Linked DNA regions of Gossypium hirsutum: region 2 is linked to region 1. A link is a contact called in public Hi-C data. All regions are on one chromosome and are shown on one strand. The core of a region is the stretch at or near the end of the contact, and the rest is flanking DNA. Distances in the headings are between cores, read along the strand shown. Region 1 holds the start of LOC107953440 (glutaredoxin-C1). Region 2 overlaps LOC121216387 (a long non-coding RNA gene).

Region 1 (5,874 bases), core at 3,254-5,753:
TCACACGGCCATATGCCACACACGGGCGTGTTGAAGAATAGCATAGGTGTAGTTTCCACACGGGCTGACACATGACCTGAGACATGGCCGTGTGATCCAAGTCAGTGAGTTGCACGGGTTAGGACACGGCCGTGTGTCTCAAGTTAGTGAGTTACACGAGCAAGGACACGGGCTGGGATACGGTCGTGTGTCTAATTTCGAGAGTCACACGGTCTGGGGAATTCCCCACACGGCCGTGTGTCCCCTATTTTTAGGCATTTTCAAAAATGGCCCTAAACTTTTAGAATTATTCCAAATTAGTTCTTGCTTTTTTAAAATTATTTTTAGGGTCCCATAGACTCAAAATAGAGGCTATAAGAATAACTTTTACTCTGAATTGGAATGAATTAGCAAACCTAAATTAAGTGAATTATACTAACATAATCGAAGGTAGTAATAGTCAGAGTATGAACCAATACTCTAATGCTAATAATTGAAATAGTTTTGTTATGTATCAAACTTCTAACATTCAAGAAGGGATAAGTAGTGATAAGAATGTAGGCAGTGAAGGACCAAGTTTAACATTGCATAGCATGATACACTATTCAATTATATAAGACACTACTAGGCAAGTATTAGATTGGTATGATCTGCCCTTGTATATTATGACGATATTAGTTAGCTTATACTACTGCTTGCGATTTAATTAAATGTTCTGATTGGTTAATAATGCCCGTGAACCTAATTTGACGATGGAGAGAGGTTAGGGGTGTTAGAACTTTAAGTGGGAGGCTCTGATACTAAGTGAAGATATAAAACTGTTATTGCAATCTAAGCTAAGTGCTTGGAATGAGTGACAGGGAAATGGACACTTTTCTGGCACCAAATCTGGAAACAGAACACACATGAATTATTTACGCAGTTCAGTTTCTCTCCGTTTGCGGAGCCTAACTCAATGAGAAATATCCATTCTCTTCAATAATGCAATAAGTGAATCTAATCTATCACACACCCTATGACAATTCTCCTCACTTTTGAACTTTGAAGATCAATACTCTCACCACTAAATTCACCCTTTTGAATTCAACAAGTAAAACCACAACATGAAAGGTTTTCCTATTACTATGCACTTATAGAAAATTTCCTTACTTGAACATATTTAGTGCTCTCAATTCTCGGTACAATAATGTATACAAGTCTTTCAATTTATAAAGAATATTTCGAGACTCGCTAACATAAGAAGATCTATAACAATCTTATTAAAATAGTAATACAATAAATTGTTTACAATATAATAATAGAGAATAAATCAAACGTAAACTCTTGGCAACTAATCTCACAAAGTTTCAATCTAATCCAAATGTCCACAGTTAAGGGATCGACTTGGGTGACTTGCAGGGGCGTAATTAGGGGGCTGACAGGGGGCCCGACCCCCTAAAATGGAAAATTTTTCATTTAGGCCCTTTAAAATTTTTAAAATTTTAAATTAGTAAGGATAAAATTGCACTTTGGCTCCCCTAAAAATGATAAGAATTTGATTTAATCCTTTAAAAATGATAAAGATATAAGATATTAAAATGATGAAATTGCAATTTTATTATCGTAAAAAATACAATTTAATTTTACCCCTTCTAAAAAGTTTTTCTGACTTCGCTCCTGATGATTTGGTTTCGATCCAATGTTCAATATGAGTTTTCCAAGCAATATAATTTTTATAAATGAGCTAAATATCTTGTAAATTAATAGGTTAGCCTGTTTACATCATTCAATAAATTACCGATATGAAAAGATGAAAATTGTCATTACAGAATTCCAGGGAAAGTAGCATTTTCCTAACGCTTAAAACTAGTTCCATGTTTTTCAGCAGTCTTGAAGTTGAAAAGAAATATACCTGTTACAAAATGGAGATCTTCAAATAAAAAAGATACAAACAGAAATTTTACTAAAAACCTTTTCGGTGACTTTTGAGTTTTTTTGTCGAAATCTAGAGAACTATAAGTTTTCGGCACTAGATCACGACGGTGATAAAAAAAGAAAAAAGTGACTCCAGTCAGAAAAATAAAGAGAAAATGCTTGCTATTTAAAGGATAGAGGCTGTTTTCAGATAAGCTACTCTGTCTTTTGAAATTGCTAGATTAGTCCTCACTTTCTTACATACTTTAATTTATTAAAAAATTCAACTTTTAATTTACTATTTTAATCCTTATAACTTTTTCATTTAAAAAAATTCTTTTTAATTTTTATTGACTATATTGTAAAAGAATATTAATTTTAAAATTAATAATGCAATTACTTTATCTAAATAATATACATTATAAAACAATAAATATGGAACTAGTATATATATTATATACAAGTATGAGTATGAGATGAAGCTTAGGGAATGATTGTTCCTAAATACTGTTTATTTCAATGGACAGTTGAAATGTGTACTTGGGCATTGTTTCACTAGAAAAGGGGGAAAAAAAAAGGAAAAGCAAAGGGATAAAACGTAGAATTGGACACAAAATTAGAAAAAGCTGACAAAACATCACGCCCCATTTCTATTTTCATTCTAAAGCAATAGCTTCTGCTACATATTAATGCTGTCAGCAGCTAGGCTAAACCCAAGTGTAATATATATATATATGTGTATGAAAGCCCCCACCATTTGATCAGCTTTTGTTCAGCTATCAAACGGCTATGATTCATCATCAATCCTGACCAAGCTGGTGTGCTTACTTTGACCATTAAGATATGTTTATCTGAAAATAGGGTTTAGGGTTGAAGAAAGAAGGGAAAAGCATAACTTCTATTTTAGTGGCATAGGCATAGGCATAGGCATAGGGAGAGCAGAGAGCGACAGCTACATGAATGTTATGGCATTTCAATCTTTCAATCTTTTTTAAGACTTTAGACTATATCTACATATTCAGTCGAGGTACATCCATCCACTTCAAAAATCTAAAGCATGGATGCCTTTTTTTTAATCTCCAAAAGCTTCAAAGTTGACTCATCAAATCATCTCTATCAGATCATAGCAGTACACAGTAGTTTTTGAGCCACCACCATGCATCCCCCTCTTTTTTGAAAATAAAAAAGAAAGATACAAATTAACATAACACAATAATCTCAATAAAGATATATCAATATTGTTCATGAGTAGGAATAGTATTGGTTAAATACGATTTTAATAATTTATTCATTGGCAAAATCCACAAAAAGAAAGGTGTAGGAGTTGAAAAAGAAGTCGACAAGCACAATCCAAGAATACCGTTTTCTTTAATTTATTATTCTCACCAACAGCATTAACACACTCCTTAGCTTGCAAATACCAAAACCCATGCCATGCCCCATTGGCTTCCCACCCAAACCTTTTTTTAACCCTCAGCATCTCTGTCTCTTTCATTTTAACCTACAAAGTTTGTGCTTTCTTTTGTTTTCACCACTTTAATTTTAGTTAACTTCATAATCATGAAAAATAAAATAAAAAAATAAAGATGCAGGTATTGTTGCATAAATGTTAGACAAGGCTGCATGTATAGTCCAAGGCATGCGTGCGTGCTGCATGTGAGCCATGGAAGCAACATTGCATGTGCTTCCGTACTTGTGGAAAAAAGATTTTAAATTGATCAAATAATTTAGGAGGGATAAAATTTAGACAAAGCCAATCGTGGTTGACAAAGAGTGATTGGTAAGTTATTTATGACTATCATGTTTCGCTCTTTTTATATTTACCTTTTCAAATAATCTTTATAATTCCAGTCTACCCTATTAAATAAATAAAATTATTATCCATGATATTAATTTTATTGAAAGTCTAAAAGGAATAAAGATCAAATTCTTCCTTATTGGAAGCTAAATTTATAATCTAAGATGCTAAACAGATAATATTAATTATGTGTCCCATATGTAACAAATATTTGCAATATTCTAATTCTCTTCTGTTTATTTTTTCCCTCTAGAGAGCCCCTGAGAATGTTCATATTCGACCTCACCACTAGATCATCATATTAATTAATAAAAAAAATAAACTAACATAATTATTATAATATATAATTAAAGGATAAGTAGGTATATATACAAAAATAAAAGATCGAAAGAGAATTAAATTCATTAAAAAAACATTAACATATTAACTAAGAATAACTTTTTGATGAAAGCATTACCTCATGATTATATATAAAAGTTGGAAACTAAAATATCCATCGCAATCATCAGTGCTTAACTAATAATATGAGTTAACATATATCATATAGCCAATTAGATGAAAATGAGTGAAAAGATCACTTTTTTTAGTCTCACACCCTAGTAATTATTTAGTTGAATTTCTAAATGAGAGCAAAAATTCTCAATTAGTTCACAGAACTCAGATTATATATTTAACTGATTATTATTGCTTAAACCCATGAAAAGACCTTTTTTTTTAAGGAAAAGGAAAAGGACAACATAAACAGCTCTTTTTACAACCATCTCTCTCTCCAAATATTGAACTGGACTGGAGTGAGGACTGCAAAAGACTCAAGAGACCAACTTTGTTTACTTTCCTTTATATTCACATTAAAATAACAATAAAACATTGATGATTCCCCCAAAAAACTTGCCCATATTTTGCATTCCCTTCTCTATAAATACCAACTCAAACCTTCATCATTTCTCACCAGCAGCAAGCTTCACTATTTGATCTCACTCCCTGACCTCAGCCAAAATCCCAAATCTTCTTTCTTTTTTTCCCCCCTCTATTAGTTTCTTGCTGCAGAAGCAGTCACCTTATTAGCATTTACTAAAAAAAATGCATTGCCAGACGGGTTCATGGGGTTCTTACGTGCCGACCACCAGGACTACAGTTGGGGATCCATTGGAGAGGATAGAGAGGTTGGCTTCGGAGAATGCGGTGGTTATATTTAGTATTAGCAGTTGTTGCATGTGCCATGCCATTAAGAGGCTGTTTTGTGGGATGGGAGTAAACCCAACTGTGTATGAGCTTGATCAAGACCCTCGAGGGAAAGACATGGAGAAGGCTTTGATGAGGTTGCTTGGAAGTTCTCCTGCTGTTCCTGTTGTGTTTATTGGTGGGAAACTTGTGGGTACAATGGATAGAGTCATGGCTTCCCATATCAACGGCACTCTTGTTCCTCTTCTCAAACAAGCTGGTGCTCTCTGGCTTTGATGATCTTTGGCATTCCTCATTTAAAAAAAAAACTGATATAGAAAAGCATGGCAGAGGAAGAGGAGTGATAGTTTTGGAGTCTACTCCATTTTGGAATACAGCAGTAGCTGATATGTCTTTAGTCTCTCAAGCTTTTCCTTCTTTTTTTTTCCTTCTTATTGGTGTTTTACTCACAAGTGGGTCTTTTTGGTGTGCCCTTTGTTTCAAGTTTTAACTAGTCTTTGATCTCAAGTGTGAAATGTAATGGCTGATGGTTCCCTCCTCTGTACAAAGGAAACAAATTAAAATAGTTATTTTCAATGAGTTTCCGCTTCATTTTTTATTTTGTTTGTTTCTTTAGTTTGCGCTTTTTTTTTTTGACCAAACAATGAAATTGGAGGGGCCTAGACAAGAACTCAGTTCCTGAACAGCCATAAAAACAGTAAAAACAAAGGATTTGACGATTAGTGACTAGCTAGGAAGGAAGAGGGGGTCAATGTCCGAACAACCATTGATTTCTTATTGGGATCAACACGTGTGGTGAGAGTGGATTATGATGACGTGTATGATTTTGTGGGGTTGGAAAGATTAATATGTATTCGAGAGAGAGAGGCCGGTGAGTTGCTAGTGATGGAATCTTATGAATATGGTGCTGGGGAAATGGATAGGAATGAGGAGCTATTGGAAGTTTTGACTTTTGGGAGTGGCCGAGGAATCTTTCCATCGCCATGACCATGGGCTCTCTTAGCATAAATATAAAAGGCATA
Region 2 (6,001 bases), core at 1,373-3,872, 120 kb after region 1:
ATTACTGTATATATCAAGAACCAGTAGATAATCGTGGAAAAGAGAAAATTATTGATTAGTCCCTAATATTGCCATATTTGTTGTTTAGCCCTGGTAAGTTCATACGGTATTATTTTGTGTATTTTTGTAATATCATTATTGAAATTTTTTAATATGATGACATGGGTTATAAACTAAAATGTTATGATTGAATTGGTGAGAAAATGGATTGAAATGTAAATTGTTATACGGTTACATGTATTGAGCCCAAATGAACATAGGATAGGATACAATTGGCATGCCAATAAATTATTTTGTGTACTGAATGAGATTGAATTTTGATGAGATGATGATTCATGACTTGTTATTGTACACTGAATATATCGGAGTCCGACATTTGTTGCGGATTATCGAGTTATATTTACAGTGATTCTAGTGTGTTATTGGAGGCGAATGTAAAGCCTACGAGCTTGGCACTTGGTGCCCAAACGTGTTCTTGGTTGGATTGGCTTGGTTGAGCATTTTGGCATGTCCTGGGTGGATAACTACGTATCCATATCTATATTCATCCGTTCATCGGTCTGAATTTCAATAGTTAAATGACATGTTGATGATATATATTTGACATTTGGTTATGATGCCTTGTGGATGACTTGTATAAATTTTCATGATTTTCGATATTATATCATGAGTTGATAATGATTGATATCATATAAATGAGATGATTAAATGACTCGTATATATGAAACTCACCTATTGAATGCTTGTGGTTGACAGGGTTAATGTTAGTTAATGAGTTTTTTAGTTATTAAACTATGTTTTCAAGGTAAGTTATATAGTTTTAAGCTATGAACTTACTAAGCTCATTGAAGCTTACTCATGTCATTTTTCCTGTTTTCTTGTAGATATTATTTTGTGAAACCGGGTAATCGGATCAAGTTGAAGATCACATTATCCAACTATCTTTCAGTAGACTTTGAAACATTTATTTTAAGATATGTGGCATGTAATAGGAGTATATTGTATTTGTTTATAAGTATTCTTTATAAGTGGCATATTTTGTATTTATATATATAAGTTGAGTGTTTGTGGTAAATGATGTGGTGGATCATAGCTTGGTTTAGAGATTTGAATGTGATATTTGCTTGATATGTGATGGAGTATATAAATATGATGGAATGAAATGCATATAGATGAATCAAATGTAATAGATAATGTTTGAATAGGTAATACTTTGGTTGGAGTTGTTTTTGATGCTACGAATTAGTATATATGTATGGTTTTATTTTTGATAACTAATATGTGATGCATATGCCTTGGCAAGGAATGTTAATTGGTGATTGGATTACAACATATTGTCACCTTATATGGCCTTATTTAATTAAGTTTGAATTTGGTAGAAATTGTAGTTGAATGTTAGACTTGAATGTTGTTTGTGATGGTGCCTTATGGCATATTGGTTAGAATTAGGTAAATGGCATGTTTTGATATGTTTTTTGTGTGATTTGAACAGGTTGAATGATTGATTAATGGCATACTTGTGGTCTAAGTAAGCATGATATGGTATGACTTGTATTGGAGGGTAAATTTATGTTCAAACAAGTTGAAACACGGCTTGACACATGATTGTGTGCCATACACGGGTATATGGCACGACTGTGTGGTCTGTGTGATTTAGTTATCAATTAGCACACACAACCATAGTTTGTTACATGGTCAAAAGACACGACCATGTGACTTCACCTACATGGTTTTGGTCCTTGCACACGGTTGATCAACACGACCATGTCCAATAGTGCCACACGGCCTAAACCTGTTATACGGTCTGGCCACATGATCTTGTGACCCTTGTTTTCTATTTTTACCTTACTTTTCTATTTGTTTCGAATTAGTCCATGCTTGTTTTTGAATTGATTATAGAGTTTCATTGGCTAGATTTAAGTCTCGTTTTTGTATGATTAGCATGATTATCGAATGTTTATATATTAATGATTGTTTAAATTGAATTTTGAGTTGAAATTAAATATTTTTGACTTGTTAATTGTCGTAACATCTCGTAACCCTAATCTTGTGATGGAGACAAATGAGGGGTGTTACATCCAAGCATCATTCCAGATAGATATGTTTGTTCCTGTTCCCACTCGCCAACACATTCTTGACTGAAGAAATCCCTTCATGGCCTAGATGCTCATCTAGGTATATGATGGGTAATTTCCTAAAATCGAATCTAAAAAGGTAGACATCGGGTAATATTTTTCTTTTAGCGTGGGTACCAATAAAGAGTCTGGATAAACATGCAACATATAGCCCTACTTAGCAAGAAGAGCCAAGTTGAATTTCGCTAGGCACCTAAACCTCAATCTACCTTTTTCCTTAAGTTCGTATAATTTTTGCCACTGGCACTAATGAATCCCTTGTTTTCCTTTATGCTTCTGCCACCAAAATCTACCAATGATACTTTCCATTTCAGCATAAAAAGAACTAGGCAATAAAAGTATGACATCAAATACGTAGGGATGACTTGTAAAATGCCTTTAATAAGCACCTTTTTGCCTCCTTAAGAGTGGGGTTTAATACACCAAATGTTAATACGAATACACATCATGTCTTTCAAATGTTGGAAAGCCAACTTTTCTGTTGTCCCACCATACTTGGAAGCCCAAGATACTTTTTTGGGTTTGATGTATAAATACTTTTTTGGGTCTGATGTATAATGTACATTCAAAATATGAGAGATTAAGAGCCTTACTTGCTCCTGGACGTTTTTGCTAAAGAAAATAAGGGATTTATCAGAATTTATGCATTGTCCCGAACAAATTTCATATTCCATCAAAATATTATTCATGATATAGGTGTTGGGGATAATTGTCAATAACTAAGAAATAGTTACACAAGACTTGTAACAAACAACTAGTGAACACAGATAAGTCTACAATAGACTTGAATTTAATTCAGGTAACAAACCAAAAAGAAGAGACTCAGAGTCACACAAGAAAAAGTGATGATTTATTTGACTGAAATTGTTATATTATTCCACTACCCAATGAAACAAACGATAGGGCTATAAATAGGCTTTACACCATAACAAACTAACATAAAAGGTGCAACAATAATCTTAGCACGATTACAATAGAAAGTAGATAATTAATGGAAAAACAAAACAAGCACAACTCAGTCAAAGCTAAGATTTAGGTAATCAATAACTGACTTTGAATCATTCTCCAATACTCCTCTTGATTCAAAATTGCAAACACCAAGCTGGAGCTTGAAATAAACATGTTTATCTTTAGGGAAGGACTTTTTTAGAATATCTGCCACTTGTTCATTCGTGTTGCAGTATTTCAGAACAATCAATTCATCTGACACAAGATTACGAATGAAATGCACCCGAATATCTATATGCTTGGTTCTTCCATGGGAGGATGGATTTTTGGACATGGAAATCACTGCTTGATTGTCACCGTAGATTACAATTGCTTCCTTATATTTTTTATTGACATTTATTAGGATCCTTCTTAACCACAGGGCTTGACAAGCTGATGAAGTTGCAGCTGTATATTTAGCTTCTGATGAAAATAAAGTTGTTAAGCTTGTTTTTTAGAACTCCAGCAAATAGCAGCAGACCAAAAACCAAAGACATAACTAGATGAGCTTCTTCTGTCCTCCAAGCACCCAACCCAATCACTATCTGTATAACCACTCAATTTGAACTCTGTAACATTATCATACCATAGTCTAAAATTAAGAGTTCTAGCAATATATCGTAAGATCCTTTTTACAGCTCCAAAATGATGTCTTGATGGATAATGCATGAACTTGGAAACAACTCCAACAGCAAAAGAGGTATTAGGCCGCATATTAGTCAAGTAAATCAAGCCACCAACTAGACTTCTAAAACTCCATGCATCTGTTGCTTCAGTACCATCATCATTCTTCAACTTCTTATTCAAATTCATTGGTGTCATTGTAATTTTACAACCCAACATGTTGAATTTTTTGAGCAAATCAATAGCATATTTCTTCTGTTACACAAAGACGCCATCTTTGACTTGCTTCACCTCAAGCCCAAGAAAGTATTGCAGCACTCCAAGATCTGTCATTTCAAATTTCTTTTCCATACAAGCTTTAAATTCATTTATAAGATAGAAGGAACTCATGTAGATCATATCATCAAAATAAAGACAAATAATGAGAAAGTCGTGAGCACCCTGTTGTTTAAAATAAAGATTGGGCTCATACTTGCTTCTCTCAAAGCCACTTTTGAAAAAGTATGTATCAATTTTGTTGTACCTTACACGCGGGGCCTGCTTCAGTCCATAGAGAGCTTTTCGCAACTTGTACATTTTCTCCTCTTTGCCTTTGACTACGAATCCCTCATGCTGAGCAACATAAACCTCCTTTTGTAAGTCCCCATTCAAAAATGCTGACTTAACATTAAACTGATACACAACATTTTTCAAATGTACCGCCAAAGCCAATACAATTCTAATAGTTTCAAACCGTGCAACTAGAGAGAAAGTGCCATCAAAATCTATTCTTGGTTGTTGTGAATACCCTTTCACTACCAGTCGTGCTTTGTGTTTTTTAATGTTGCGATTTGCTTGGAACTTGGTTCGAAAGACCCATTTGACTCCAATTACTTTTCTGTCTTTAGAAAGATCTACAAGCTCCCATGTCTTATTGCGTTGTCTTGCTGCAATTTCTTCTTTCATTGCATTTCGCCACTCTTCTTTGCCTACTACCACTTCAAAAGTTGTAGGATCAACGACAAACAAGGCTTGCATCGTTGCATAAATTTTAGCCAAAGATCTGTATTTCCTTAGAGGAGTTTCATCATCAAATGAACTTTTACTGCTTGAAGATACGTTTGATGAAGTTAGAGGAGATGAAAGATTTGGAGAAGGAGGTTGTAATACTTCAGTTTGTAGAGCTTCATCTTTATTTGCAATTTCAAATTTAACATCACTTACACTCTTTTCCCAAATCCATCTTGCATCTTCATTGAAAATTACATTACTGCTGATTATTATCTTGCCACCAATAGAATTATACAGCATGTATGCTTTAGACTAAGAATAGTAACCAATAAAAATGCATTTTGTTGATTTCTCATCAAGTTTGCTGCGTTTATGTGAGTCAACTAAAGTATAAGCAACACAACCAAAACTTTTAAATGGCTTACCCAAGGTCTCCTCCAATACCAGGCCTCATATGATGTTTGATTGGGAATAACCCTTGGTGATAGATTCAATAAGTAGACTGTAGTTCCAACAACTTCTCTCCATAATTAATCTGAAAGCCCTTTGGCTTTCAACATACTTCTTGCCATTTCTACAACTATCCGATTCTTCTGTTCAGTAACACCATTCTACTCCGGAGTGTATGGAGCAATCAATTCTCTTCTTAGGACTTGTTCTTCACAGAAATGATTAAACTTTAGCTACACAAACTCACCGCCTCTGTCTATACGTAGTGTCTTGATGCAATGTCTAGTTTGCTTATCCACAAGTACCTTGAAGTTTTTAAATATTTCAAATGTTTTCGACATGGACTATAAAATGTACTCCTAACTCATCCTGCTGTAGCCATCTCTGAATAATAAAAAATATCTACTCCCACCAAATGATTGTGTTTTAATGAGGACAACCAAGTCAGCATGTACAAGCTCAAGACACCTAGTTGCCCTTCTAGACTTCTTTACAGGAAATGGTTTCTTACATTTTTTCCCGTATATACACCCCTCACACGTATTTAAAGACTCAATTCTAGGAAACCTAAAAACCATTTCTGTTTGACACAGCAACTTCAGACCTTTTACATTCAAATTCCCATACCTTCAATGCCATAATCTTGACTCACTAGTTTCTTTCACAACAAGTGAATGGTTTTCAACATCAGAAATTTCAAGTGGAAATAGCTTGTTTGGTGTTATGCAAACATCAACAATGATTTGATTTGATTTTTTATCTTTAATCACACAAGAGACATCATTGAACATAATAGAATATCCAGTAGCCATGAG

The links. Hi-C and Micro-C count contacts between places; a contact is called where the count stands out from the background.
Region 2: a Hi-C map of leaf shows a contact between it and region 1, with 2.9 times the contacts expected there. The contact joins the enhancer-like site here to the promoter of LOC107953440 in region 1. A contact is called at or near these places in 3 of 34 Hi-C or Micro-C datasets (all in leaf).

Annotation. Positions count from the first base shown.
Region 1 is chrD04:15,476,397-15,482,270 of Gossypium_hirsutum_v2.1, forward strand. LOC107953440 (glutaredoxin-C1) reads left to right here and starts at 4,504. Exons shown (of 1, transcript XM_016888751.2): 1 at 4,504-5,428. The coding sequence starts at 4,751. The coding sequence ends at 5,128.
Region 2 is chrD04:15,594,594-15,600,594 of Gossypium_hirsutum_v2.1, forward strand. It overlaps LOC121216387 (a long non-coding RNA gene), which reads left to right. Exons shown (of 2, transcript XR_005912573.1): 2 at 885-1,913. Among protein-coding and RNA genes, the nearest start is that of LOC121216387, 5.4 kb to the left of the region's middle. Within about 2 kb of position 2,623, at least 1 of the 9 cell types and tissues checked has an H3K27ac peak or open chromatin away from gene starts, as enhancers often do. A contact at or near this core is called in leaf, where this site is marked.